4 separate regions of the Mus musculus genome follow, and all the other regions are linked to region 2. A link is a contact called in public Hi-C and HiChIP or PLAC-seq data. All regions are on one chromosome and are shown on one strand. Each heading gives the region's core, a stretch centred on a gene start, on an enhancer-like site or on the middle of the called end of the contact. The rest is flanking DNA. Distances are from core to core; before and after follow the strand shown. Region 1 overlaps Gm36443 (a long non-coding RNA gene). Region 2 holds the start of Hadh (hydroxyacyl-Coenzyme A dehydrogenase). Region 3 overlaps Papss1 (3'-phosphoadenosine 5'-phosphosulfate synthase 1). Region 4 has its middle 22 kb from the start of Gm36520.

What was found. Hi-C and Micro-C count contacts between places; a contact is called where the count stands out from the background. HiChIP or PLAC-seq counts read pairs in DNA pulled down with a chosen protein or histone mark.
Region 1: a contact with region 2 is called in an H3K4me3 HiChIP or PLAC-seq map of pro-B cells, with 7 times the contacts expected there. The contact joins the enhancer-like site here to the promoter of Hadh in region 2. A contact is called at or near these places in 3 of 39 promoter capture datasets (hippocampal neurons, pre-B cells and second pharyngeal arch cranial neural crest) and 10 of 115 datasets of contacts at active chromatin or transcription factors (the SCID.adh cell line, bone marrow-derived macrophages, embryonic basal ganglia and 7 more).
Region 3: a Hi-C map of muscle stem cells shows a contact between it and region 2, with 2.1 times the contacts expected there. The contact joins the enhancer-like site here to the promoter of Hadh in region 2. A contact is called at or near these places in 1 of 484 Hi-C or Micro-C datasets (muscle stem cells) and 4 of 115 datasets of contacts at active chromatin or transcription factors (the 230-238 cell line, bone marrow-derived macrophages and embryonic stem cells).
Region 4: an H3K4me3 HiChIP or PLAC-seq map of bone marrow-derived macrophages shows a contact between it and region 2, with 2.5 times the contacts expected there. The contact joins the enhancer-like site here to the promoter of Hadh in region 2. A contact is called at or near these places in 2 of 39 promoter capture datasets (the SN4741 cell line and pre-B cells) and 7 of 115 datasets of contacts at active chromatin or transcription factors (the 230-238 cell line, bone marrow-derived macrophages, embryonic hindbrain and 4 more).

Annotation. Positions count from the first base shown.
Region 1 is chr3:130,795,277-130,797,976 of GRCm38.p6, reverse strand. All of the region lies in intron 2 of Gm36443 (a long non-coding RNA gene), which reads left to right. Among named protein-coding and RNA genes, the nearest start is that of Gm36443, 7.3 kb to the left of the region's middle. Within about 2 kb of position 1,261, at least 57 of the 459 cell types and tissues checked have an H3K27ac peak or open chromatin away from gene starts, as enhancers often do. A contact at or near this core is called in bone marrow-derived macrophages, pro-B cells and regulatory T cells, where this site is marked.
Region 2 is chr3:131,270,681-131,273,380 of GRCm38.p6, reverse strand. It overlaps Hadh (hydroxyacyl-Coenzyme A dehydrogenase), which reads left to right and starts at 1,280. Exons shown (of 8, transcript NM_008212.4): 1 at 1,280-1,505. The coding sequence starts at 1,374.
Region 3 is chr3:131,594,397-131,597,096 of GRCm38.p6, reverse strand. All of the region lies in intron 5 of Papss1 (3'-phosphoadenosine 5'-phosphosulfate synthase 1), which reads right to left. Among named protein-coding and RNA genes, the nearest start is that of Gm36917, 8.2 kb to the right of the region's middle. Within about 2 kb of position 1,411, at least 22 of the 459 cell types and tissues checked have an H3K27ac peak or open chromatin away from gene starts, as enhancers often do. A contact at or near this core is called in muscle stem cells, where this site is marked.
Region 4 is chr3:130,872,520-130,875,219 of GRCm38.p6, reverse strand. No RefSeq gene overlaps it. Among named protein-coding and RNA genes, the nearest start is that of Gm36520, 22 kb to the right of the region's middle. Within about 2 kb of position 1,264, at least 25 of the 459 cell types and tissues checked have an H3K27ac peak or open chromatin away from gene starts, as enhancers often do. A contact at or near this core is called in bone marrow-derived macrophages, where this site is marked.

The sequences.
Region 1 (2,700 bases), core at 12-2,511, 480 kb after region 2:
CGCAAGCAGCAGGAACTCTAGTTCTAAGGTATCCAGTGCCTTCATGGTCTCCTCCTTCAGGGACACACCAGGCACACAGATAGACAAACATTCACACATACAAAATCTTTGAAAAACAAAGTAAATCTTAAAAGAAAAAGTAAGGGGCAGGGAGCCCCTAAGGATGACCCGATGCTTAATAAAATCAAAGCGCGGGGTTTTGTTAGACATTTCCCTGGTTGGTTCAAGCAACATATTTTCCCACAGCCATTTGGCACACTCCTCTTACACATCCACACAAAGGAAAACATCATCTGAAGAAATAGGTTCAATTTCCTAAACTTGACACCCAGAGTCCAATTCTGAGTTAAGTACATCATCACTGCCCGTGCCTCCAGAGTGCTGAGGGGACAGTGTGTCTGCAAAGAGCTCTTGTTTTAGCCGTGGGATTTCCTCTCAAGCCATGGACATCAGCACTAAGACGTCACTCCCCCAACAGAATACTAGATACCAGACAATGATCGTTTGCAGGCCTTCCTCCAATGGTCCATAAGAGGTCAGTGGACAGAAATTCGAAGAGCCTCATTATGCCAACCGGTAAAACAACCAACCCCAGGGCAGCATCTAGCTGACAGTTAACTGTGAGCTGCCTCAATGGGGGATCATTATAATTTTAAAGTTAATGAAATATGAATAAATGTCTGGCATCAGATTGACGAATATGATATGTGCTTAGCAAATCCCTGAGAACGGGGAAGATGGCTAGGTGAAAACTATATAGGAAGATAGTTCTAGGAAGTCCCGCCTTAAAGTATGAATGAGTCTGCACTCAGCCAGGTGGTGCACAGCTGTAATCTCAGCACTTGAGAGGGGGAAGCAGAAGGGTAGAGAGTTCAAGGCCATCCTCTGCTACTAGTGAGACAGAGGCAGCCTGGAATGCAGGAACCTGGGGTGCTAGGGGCAGAAGGAAAGGCGTGGGGAAGGCCATACATACAAAGCAGAAAGAAGACTGGCTTTTACAGAGCAAAGGCTAAGAATTAGAAGTCAGTAAACTAGCTCATATCAACTGAAGAGTGATTCTCATTAAACTAGGTATGTGTGTGACTAAAAGTAACCAATTAAGTGTGTGTGCCTAAGCAGTTCTCTGTTATCTGCTAATATGCCTGCGCCTGACAAACCAACGCCCACTGGCTCCGATATCCACAGAGTGTAATCACCCGGGTTCCGGCACTCTTCTGAGACATGTGGGTGATTGGGACTGAGGAAACAGTGGGGAAAGTGCCACATATAGTCTAACAGAAACAGGAAATAAAACAGCATTCACTCACATAGGTCACTGGGGCATGCAAAGGGGGACTCCTGTGTGCTTTCTTCCGGTTTTAGAAGAGCAAACCGCTGAGGGGGACCCGGGAGCAATGTCTGCCAATTGGCTATGTGTCAGAGGCAGCCACCAAGGAGAGGTTCTTAGTGTGTCAAACCCCCGTCACCTGGATGGTGGGGATGGTAATATCCATCCAGACAGGAGACACTTTAGAGTTTTGATTGTTTTTGTAAAAATAAAAAAAAATACTAAAATGAACAGCTTTCAGGCTGATAGCCAGGCTCATTTACACACACGAGCAAAAGCCCTGGCTTCACAATTAGCCATCTGTTGAGATGGGGACATCCTTACTAATTTCATGAACTGGACTTGGAGGTGGACATCATTGGAAGATGTACTCATCTGTTGAAGGCCAAAGCAGATCTTAACTCCCTCCAGCTCCAAAGAGGAGCCGTAAAAGCTAGGAGAGAACAGAGTGTGGTGTGTCAGTGGAACCCACTCTGCTGGGCTGTTTCCGTGTCCCGTCCCGTCCCCCCACTTCCCCCCAGGGCTGGCATTCCAGCAGGCACAAAATAAAGGGCCCACAGATCCCACCAAGTTTAGTACCTGTTCGTATCTCTTTAGAAATCAAAAGGGAAAGGTGGAACTTTTGAACAGAAAGTGTGCTGTAAGGTGCAGGTTGAATGGTCATTATTCCAATGTGGACGGACAGTTTTCGTTTCATTTTTTTAAAGAAGAGGTGCTTGTGAAAGTTGTCATAGGCCAGCCTGTAGTATGGAATATTCTGGGACTATACTGCCAAAAATCTACCACCTCAGACCTACAAAGCAGTTTTAGTGTAAGGATCCACGATTTGCTGAAGAATAGCATTCTGAACTCAGATAGTATGTAAACAAGGAGGGTTTTATTCTGCAGAAGTCCAGCATGCTGGGATCTCCCCATTACCAAGAAAGAGAGACGCCCAAGTGAGCTTGCAGGCCTGATTTAAAGCACATCAGGGAATTCTGGGGTAGGTGACCTCTGTGTTAAATCTGTTGGGTCCGTCTCTAGGGACATCCCATTACTGAGGTGTGGGGGCTGGAAACCTGCTGGGAAGGTCTGGGAACTGTTACTGAAAAAGTAGCTCAGGAAGTCTGGAAACTACTGCTGACCCATGGTCCTTGCTTCAGGCCGGGCGGCTGGGACATTCCATGACCTGGGCATGAAGGCTGGAGCCTGGGTTTTTTTCTATTAGTAATTGACTTCCCTAGGCATGCCTGGACTTACCCAGGTTTTAGGCCTAGTCTCCTTGACTGTCAATTTGAAGTCTGTCATGGAATCTGCCCAGCCTTCTCTTTCGCCTCATGCATATCTCTTAGAGGTCCTCAACCTTCCTTCCTGATGCTGTGACCCTTTTCCTC
Region 2 (2,700 bases), core at 31-2,530:
AGGGAGGAAGAAAGAAAGAAAGAGAAAATTATAGTATCACAGCACCAAACTTGGATTATACTTCATCTTTCCAAATGACAACTAAGAGTTGCAACCCTCTCATCAAGCCTCCTGGAAATGTGCTGTCCTCTCTCAGTGGCAACTCAGCCATAGGGGCCTCTCCTCTCTGTCTTGCATCTTTCCTCAGACTGCTGTACACATTCCTTCCTTCCTTCATAAACGTGTTCATTCTTCAAGCTGTTGGGTTTCTGTGGGTAGCCTTCTACCTCCGTTCCTAGTATCTTTTATTTTATTTTATTTTTGTGACTTGGCTGGAATGTAGCACTCAGTAGGCTTTGCTTATTTTGAAGAATTAAATATAAAAATAAGATTCAAAGGGTCAATGCAAAACATAGCCCCTGCTTCAAAGGGAGTGCAGGAGAGTCTCTTCCCAGCCACATGCAAGAGCCCGAGGCAGGGAACAGGCATGGAAACAATTCTGAAGGACAAGGTTCACTGCTGACAGAGTTACATAAACTTTTTATAGCTACAGAGCAAGAAGGTCATAAAGCCATCGGCTTACAGAACATTGCTGAAGACCCTGGGCAGGCAGGTTACAGTGGAACAAGTAATTCTTTTCCTAGGGTTTTATGCCGGTGTTTGTTTGTTTGTTTTTGTTGTTGTTGTTATTGTTGTTGTTGTTTTAACTGTTTTAGTTTGGGACGGATGGGAGCAAGTGGTCTGCTAGGCAACACATTGCTTAAGTTCGATGTAACCTAAGTTAGATACAGAGGTGGGTAACTAGAAACAGCCCGAGAGAACTTGGACTCGAGCTCTAACATTCAGACAGGAAGTTAGTTTTATTCTGCAGAATGTGAGACACAGATGAGACTTTTGCAGGGAGCTTCATTGCACACAGGATTAACTATCATTTCTTCCAGTGGGGTGAAAGGCGGATGGCTTTCCTCTGGACGGTGAGTTTGGGGGCACCAGATGAACGCTTAGAAGTAAAACCAGCAGTAATTCTGTTATCACTAGCACAGTACTAGGCAGAAAGTTGGCCAATAGCCAGGCTTTCCCTTCCTGTGTTCTCTATCCGGGGTTACCGTCCTCATTCTAAACACAATTCTCACGATCACAACTCCAGCCCACCAGATTGTGAAGGCAACTACAGGTTGTCTCTTGGTGGGTCCCTGCTTTGCCGGAGTCCATGCTGGCCTGAGTCCTGGCACCGCCCTCTGGGGGGGGGGGCGGGGTGGACCTGCAGCTTGTGCAGGAGGCGGGTGGGTGGGGCGTGTTCGAGGCCCCGCCCCCAACGTCGCCGACCCCGCCCACGACGCTCCGGGACCTCTCGCGCTGTCCCCACTGCTCCTCCTCGGCTGCTGCACTGAGCTATGGCGTTCGTGACCAGGCAATTCTTGCGCTCCATGTCCTCCTCTTCCTCTGCGTCGGCGGCCGCCAAGAAGATCCTGATCAAGCATGTGACCGTCATCGGCGGCGGGCTGATGGGCGCCGGCATCGCGCAGGTGAGCGGGCCTCGCGCCCCGGGTGTGGTGGAAATAGTTTGATGAAGTCCGAGAAGGTGCAGCATGCTTCAGTGTCCCAGAACTACAGCCTTCGGCCCGATCCTTACGTGCATGCTTCTCAACTAACTGCCGGGCCGGGGAAGGCTCGGTGGAGCGCGCTGGTGCACGCGTGCACACTGGAGCTGAACTGTGCACAGTTGTGCGTGCAAAGTTGCAGAGTGTTTGCTCACTGCCTGGATCTGACAGGAATCCGCTCGCCAAGACCTGGGCTGCGGTTTCTTTTAGTTTTCCTGATAAGTTTTTTCTTTGTTCTTTCTTTCTTTTTTTCTTTACAGTTCTTTGGGTGTTGGTCTGGGCACTTTTCTTTCCAAGTGTCCTGCCTCTCCCACAAGTTTCCTTCGTTGGCCTTCACTTTTGTAACAGTTTGGAAAGTCACCTAGTGGGAGTTTGTGGAGTTGCTGGGACTCCGCCCAGGCCTGGGCCAGGAAACTTTGACCTTTGACCCAGTGCCCGGTGCTGAAATCTGCGTGCTTGTCCAGCTCTGAACCTCAAGAGAGTGGGCGACAGAGATAAGCATAGTTTATGCTCTGAGACGTCTCTAATCTCTGATCGGCTTCTGTGGGACTTTGCCTGGTGCCAGCTGAGGCACAGTTCAAAATCAACTGTGCAGTTTGGCTACTGCGATGTCTGTAGTACCATTTTCTCTTAAGAGTTAACTTCCTACACACAGTAGAGAGCTCTGATCTTTTTCCATGAACTTGCTATTATATTCGTATCTTTTGAGGCCTTTGCAGTTTGAGTGTTGTGGCAGTGAAGGGCTTACCTAATTTTAATTAGGGAGGGTATTCGCAGGTCAGTGTCTTTTCCCAACCAAATGCACACTTGCATGCTTGCTATTTATTAGCCTTGACTGCACTTCCTTCCAAAGTCCATTAAATTAAACAACAAAAACCATACATGGCTATGCTGGAGAAAATATAGCTAGTCTGCTGTATCCCTCTGCACCACAAAAACTCAAGGCTGTGAGGAATGAGATTGGTTGTCCAGGTCCAAGAAAAACAATGTATCCCTTAAACAATGTTTAAGCAACATCTTATTAACAAGATAATAGGGTTCTCCTCCCCTCCCCCCAAACTGCTTTGGATTCGAAACTAATTAGAAAGCATCTAGCAGCTTTTGCACAAATGCAGGATGC
Region 3 (2,700 bases), core at 162-2,661, 320 kb before region 2:
TATAAGGGACACATTTTCAAACCAAAAGGAGATGGAAGGTAGCAGGACACTATACGTCAGTTATTCCTATGTTCTTACTGCTACTGTAGTGACAGAAGAAAAGAAGATATGAACATTCTTTACCTAAGAATCTGCGATCTGTGCCCCAATTCTAAATCCACAGCCTGGAGCGGGCTTCCTCACCACACGGTGCCTCTATTCCCCAACCACTTAAAAAAGATCAGACACACGCTCTCTAGGGCTGTTGTGAGAACGAGGTGGCATGGTGTCTGAACTGAGACGCTAGCCTTTACAGGGATACATACTGCCCTAAAGGCTTCCCATAGACTTGTTCATTTGTCCTGAGACCTGCCTATCAAGGCGTGAGAAGCCATCACTGTCTGCCCCTCTACAAATGAGGGCTCTAAGGCTGGAGACATTAGCAAATGCACACTGTACGCCTTCCAGCGCACTTAGCACACCGGTAATAAATGAGATGGTGATGGCGATACTCCCTGTGTCTGTACATGCTAGGGTCTGGCTTTAGCTCCTCACGTCAGTCCATTCGCTCACAGAATTCACAGTAACCTCCAAAGCAGGTACTATTTCTAATGACTAATTTAAAAATGATGCCAGAAATAAAGTCATTTCTCCAAGGCCAAAAAAAAAAAAAAATCAATTGATAGGTGTTAGAGTTGGAACTCCAACTCCAAAATTATCCTTTAGATTTCCCCCATTAAAAACTAAGCTATGAAACTTTACCAAATGCCTTGTTATAATTTATTTTCAAAAATAAATTCTGTTAAGCATTAATAAGTCTAAGGGTTTCTAGTTTATGTAAAATCTTTCAGCGCACTGATAATGTTCTTCACAAAAAAGCTTGTCAGCACTTCCGTTTGGCCTGGAAAAGTTCTCTTGATGAGATATGAACAGCTGTAAACCTACTTCTTCAAGCCCTCTTACAGTGCGCGTACAGAGAGCCTCCCTCCTCTGCCATGGCCTTGGAGCTCTTGGCACTTGGAAGATCAGAGTATACGGTGTGGGAAGAAATGCCGTGGGGTGTCCACAAAGCCAGTCTCAGCCCCACCCTGGGAAGAGCCACTCTCCAGTTGCTTGTTTTGCCATTTCTTTGCTGTATTACACGGTGGAAGGGTTGGGGAGGGCACCTGGGGCGGGGGGTTACTGAAACTCTCCCTTCTCCCACATTTATTGGTGGATAGCTGTCAACAATCTAGAGAGGTCAGAAGAGAGGCACTTAGTAAGCGTCCTTCCAACTCCATCTGATACAATGCGTATCTAATAAGTATTCTAATTTCTAGCTGGTTTCCTCTGCCAAGATGCAGCTCCCAAAAACCAATGACTCACGGCAGTAGGGCCGGCCCACTGCGATGTTCCAAGCCCATGGCTGAAGCTGTTGGAGTAGTACTCTTTCCTCAAATAGGGGCAAGCCCTGTCTCTTCAGAAACACAACGGAGGGTCACCTGACTCTGCTTGCCTGAGCACAGCAAGATCTTGCAAAGGAGCCAGTGTTGCTACAACTAAAAGGCTCCTTCGACCAGACCACATCAGCCCACAGACACACAAATGATCTGTGGAGAAAGCTGCGTGTCTCCAAGGTGACTAGGGAGAGGCAGAGATAACACCAGTGACTCCAAACGATCTCAGAAAGGAATTCAGTCGCAAGCACTGTGCTTCATACATACATACGCGAGTTTAGTCATATGTGCCTTCAAATGTCAACATGGAGGCGATAGTTATGTTTTCAAAATCAAGCCGCCGGAAAATATTTTTATTTTTCGACCGAAGTAATTTTTCATCACATGCATTCAACAAAATTCTTCCCTTTGCAGGTTCATATCTAACGATATTTTAAATGGATTTTAGCCTTACAATGTGGTATATATACATTTCTTCTGGAGGAGAACCAATGCTAAATATAAGATCAAGAGTTTGCTTCTGCTGGAGAGATGGCTCGGTGGGTAAGAGCACTGACTACTCTTCTAAAGGTCCTGAGTTCAAATCCCAGCAACCACGTGGTGGCTCACAACCGTCTGTAATGAGATCTGACGCCCTCTGCTGGTGCGTATGAAGTCAGCGACAGTGTCCTTATGTATAATAATAAATAAATCTTTAAAAACAAAAAAGAGTTTGCTTCCGTTTTCTTCTGAAAAGATGAAGCAAATGCTTCTGGAATGAATACAAACACCATGAGCAAGGGGGAGCACTCCAGGGGAGCACCAAACACCTGCTCCTGAGCACTGGGGAGCACTCCAGGGGAGCACCAAGCACCTGCTCCTGAGCACTGGGGAGCACTCCAGGGGAGCACCAAGCACCTGCTCCTGAGCACTGGGGAGCACTCCAGGGGAGCACCAAGCACCTGCTCCGTGGAGGCGAGCCCTACAAAGTCTGTGTAGAGCCGAGGCAACTACTTAACAGAAGTACAAAGTGAACCTTAAAAGTGCAGACACAGGGCTGGAGAGCCGGCTCGGCGGCTCAGAGCCCTGGCTGCTCTTCCACAGGATCTGGATTCAATCCGCAGCATCCACATGGCGGGTCACAGCCATCTGTAGCTGCAGTTTCAGGGGATCCGATGCCGCCTTCTGGTCTCTGCAGGCACGAGGCACACACATGGTGCACAGACAGAGTTGCAGACAAAACACCCATACACATATTTTTTTTTTTTTATTTTAAATGCAGACACAGCCAGTTTCTACCACATTC
Region 4 (2,700 bases), core at 15-2,514, 400 kb after region 2:
CTGTATTTGATTTTGTCAAATAATTTAAAATGCTGAATACTTATGGTTAGGGAATTCTTGATGTCTTGCATTTCACATAAAAAATTCAGGCCTTTTACTAAAATATGTTTAACCACACAGAGCTGCATTTAACTTCTGGATCTGCCAGAGAGTATCTCTGTGATCTTGGGCAGCAGAATTACCCAACTCCTCCTATACTGGGAGCTTTATTAAGATCAATGCGTATTATCCATGAAAACCTGATTTTCACTTAATAAGTCTCAGCGGTATTAGCTTTCCCTATCCTTTCTCCTGATCAGCACAAAAGGCCGTTCATTGAACAAAATTTTAATATTTGGGGGGAATTATTTCTTTTTAAAAAACTAACTAATTAATTTTTATTTTATGTGCGTTGGTGTTTTGCCTACATGTATGTCTTTATGAGGTTGGATTTCCCTGGAACAGGAATTATAGACAGTTGTGAGTTTTCATGTAGGTACTGGGAATTGAACCTGGGTCCTGCTTTTAACCACTGAAACATCTCTTCAGGTCCAAAATTATTCTTTGAAAATCAAATTCTAACTGGCACTTGAATCCGTGCTAGCCATCAATGTCTCTTGTATGCCGACAGCGAGAAAATTCCAGTCTTCAGATGTAATTGATAGATAATCTTTAATAGTGCCCTTAACTCTCTATAAAATCATCATATAACCAGCGAGGTCATACGCAATCTCTAATAACACTTTAAACAAGCAATAATATGGGCACATGTAAGTGCTACCATGATTATTATCGATGATGATACTATTGGTTAAGAGGAAAACCAACCAAGTAGGAATAAAGTAGACTAGGCCTCAAGTTGTAAACTACCCCAATTCAGTAGAGGGGGTGCGGGGGTGGAAGCAGGATGAAAATCTTACCTGTAATGAAGGGGTGTGTCATTGCCCCCCATTGTGTCCCATCCTCAGGATCACGAAGGCTGTGTTTACAGTGCAGTCTGCAGATTGGCGTGCCTTCTTCTGGGCAACCACTGGCAGTTGTTTCCAGAGTGGATGCTGCAGCATATAACCCCATGAGATGTAGTCGCTGTCTTCCAGCCCTGACCTTTCCCCTGTGGTCAAGAGTTTGGGAAGGACTTGGGACGGAGTCTGGGTTAGTAAGATACAGCGTGATTTTCTTTATCAGAATGGGAATCAGAATGGGAAGGCTGTGTGACTGTGTGTCACAGTCATGAGGATTCTGACCAGGAAACAGAATAGGGAAGAAGCACAGAACATGCCATGGGGGCCCCCTTTCACTTCCTCACGGGGCTTCTGTATCACTTGTAATTTGAGCATCCTTCCAGAGTATCCGGAAGACACGGGTTTCATCAGAGCCGGGCTGGTCTCAGTTTTCAATGTTACTTTCCAAAGTGGCTAACGTGCTTATGGATAATGTTTCAGTAGAGCCTTCGGAGCTGCGTTCCAGACCCTCTACACCGCGTGGATGACAACATACCTGTCTGTACGGCTCATACCTTGTATACCTCAGTCTTCAGTCGTGGGCCAGGCTGAGCTTCGAGCACCTTCTGCAGCCACCTACCTCTGTACTGCTATCTCTGTGCCACAAAACCCAGGGTGGTCCCCACTTTCTTCTCAGGTTACAGATGCTCCACCTTCTCCTTCCTGCGGGCTGTGCACTGGCCACAGTTGTGGCTGAAGAGAACGGGCGGGCGGGCGAGCTGAGGACAATGCCCTCCTTGGCTTCCGTGCCCCATTTACAAGCTTTAGTATGTGGGAATGGTGTAGCTTGGGGTGTTGGGAAAGGGATGGTAATGAGTACCTCAGAGTCTTGTACTGAGCCTGGGGGACTTCACATTTTGGCCAGATGCCAGCCCTACTGGGTAATGGCTAGATACAGATAGTAATTTCAAGAGAAGGGAGTGTGGATTGAGAGGGAAGACTCCAACGACCCAGATCCCATGAACAAGTATTGTCAGCTGCCTAACAGTGCCCTCACACATGTCAAGGACAATAAGAAAGCCAAGTACAGATTTGCTTTGGAAATCACAGATCCCATTTTTTCACATCATGCGAAGGAACAGGCAGTGGTCCTAGAAAAGAATCAAACCAACTTAACCCAATTTGTCACCAAATACAACAACACATATCCCTAAGTAATTGAGTGGGGACATTTGTAGTCTCCCCTCCCTCAGCCTGCTTGCTCAGGGGTGGAGTTTCCCGCTCAATCGTTCTGCCACGCTTACTGCTGGAACCTGCCACTTTGCTGTTCCGAAGCCATCACGTGATCACCCTGCTACTGGACTCCAAGATTATTTGGCGGGAATTGGGCCCCTCCCCCTTCCTTTATAACTGAGTGCCAAAATAGTAAAAATTGAACCTTGAGCAGAGAGCTTTGTCTTGGTTCCTTCCTTAACTAGCGCAGCCCAGCCCCTCTTCTCTTCCAGGTTTCCAAAATGCCTTTCCAGGCTAGAACCCATGTTGTGATCTACTGGCCAGACACAACAGACATTCTAATAAAATTCTTCAGGGACGTAAGTCACGTCGGCAAGATAACTTTTTGAGGTGCTGTTTTACATTATTGCTCAAACTTGATAAATCTCTCATTTGGCTATATAAAGTTAAAGACGATTCTGAGAGCTGCACTGTATCTGATGTCCATTGCTCTAAAGACATCATGTGTCTGTCCAGGACACAAGGCCTATGAGGGTGCACTCCAAGA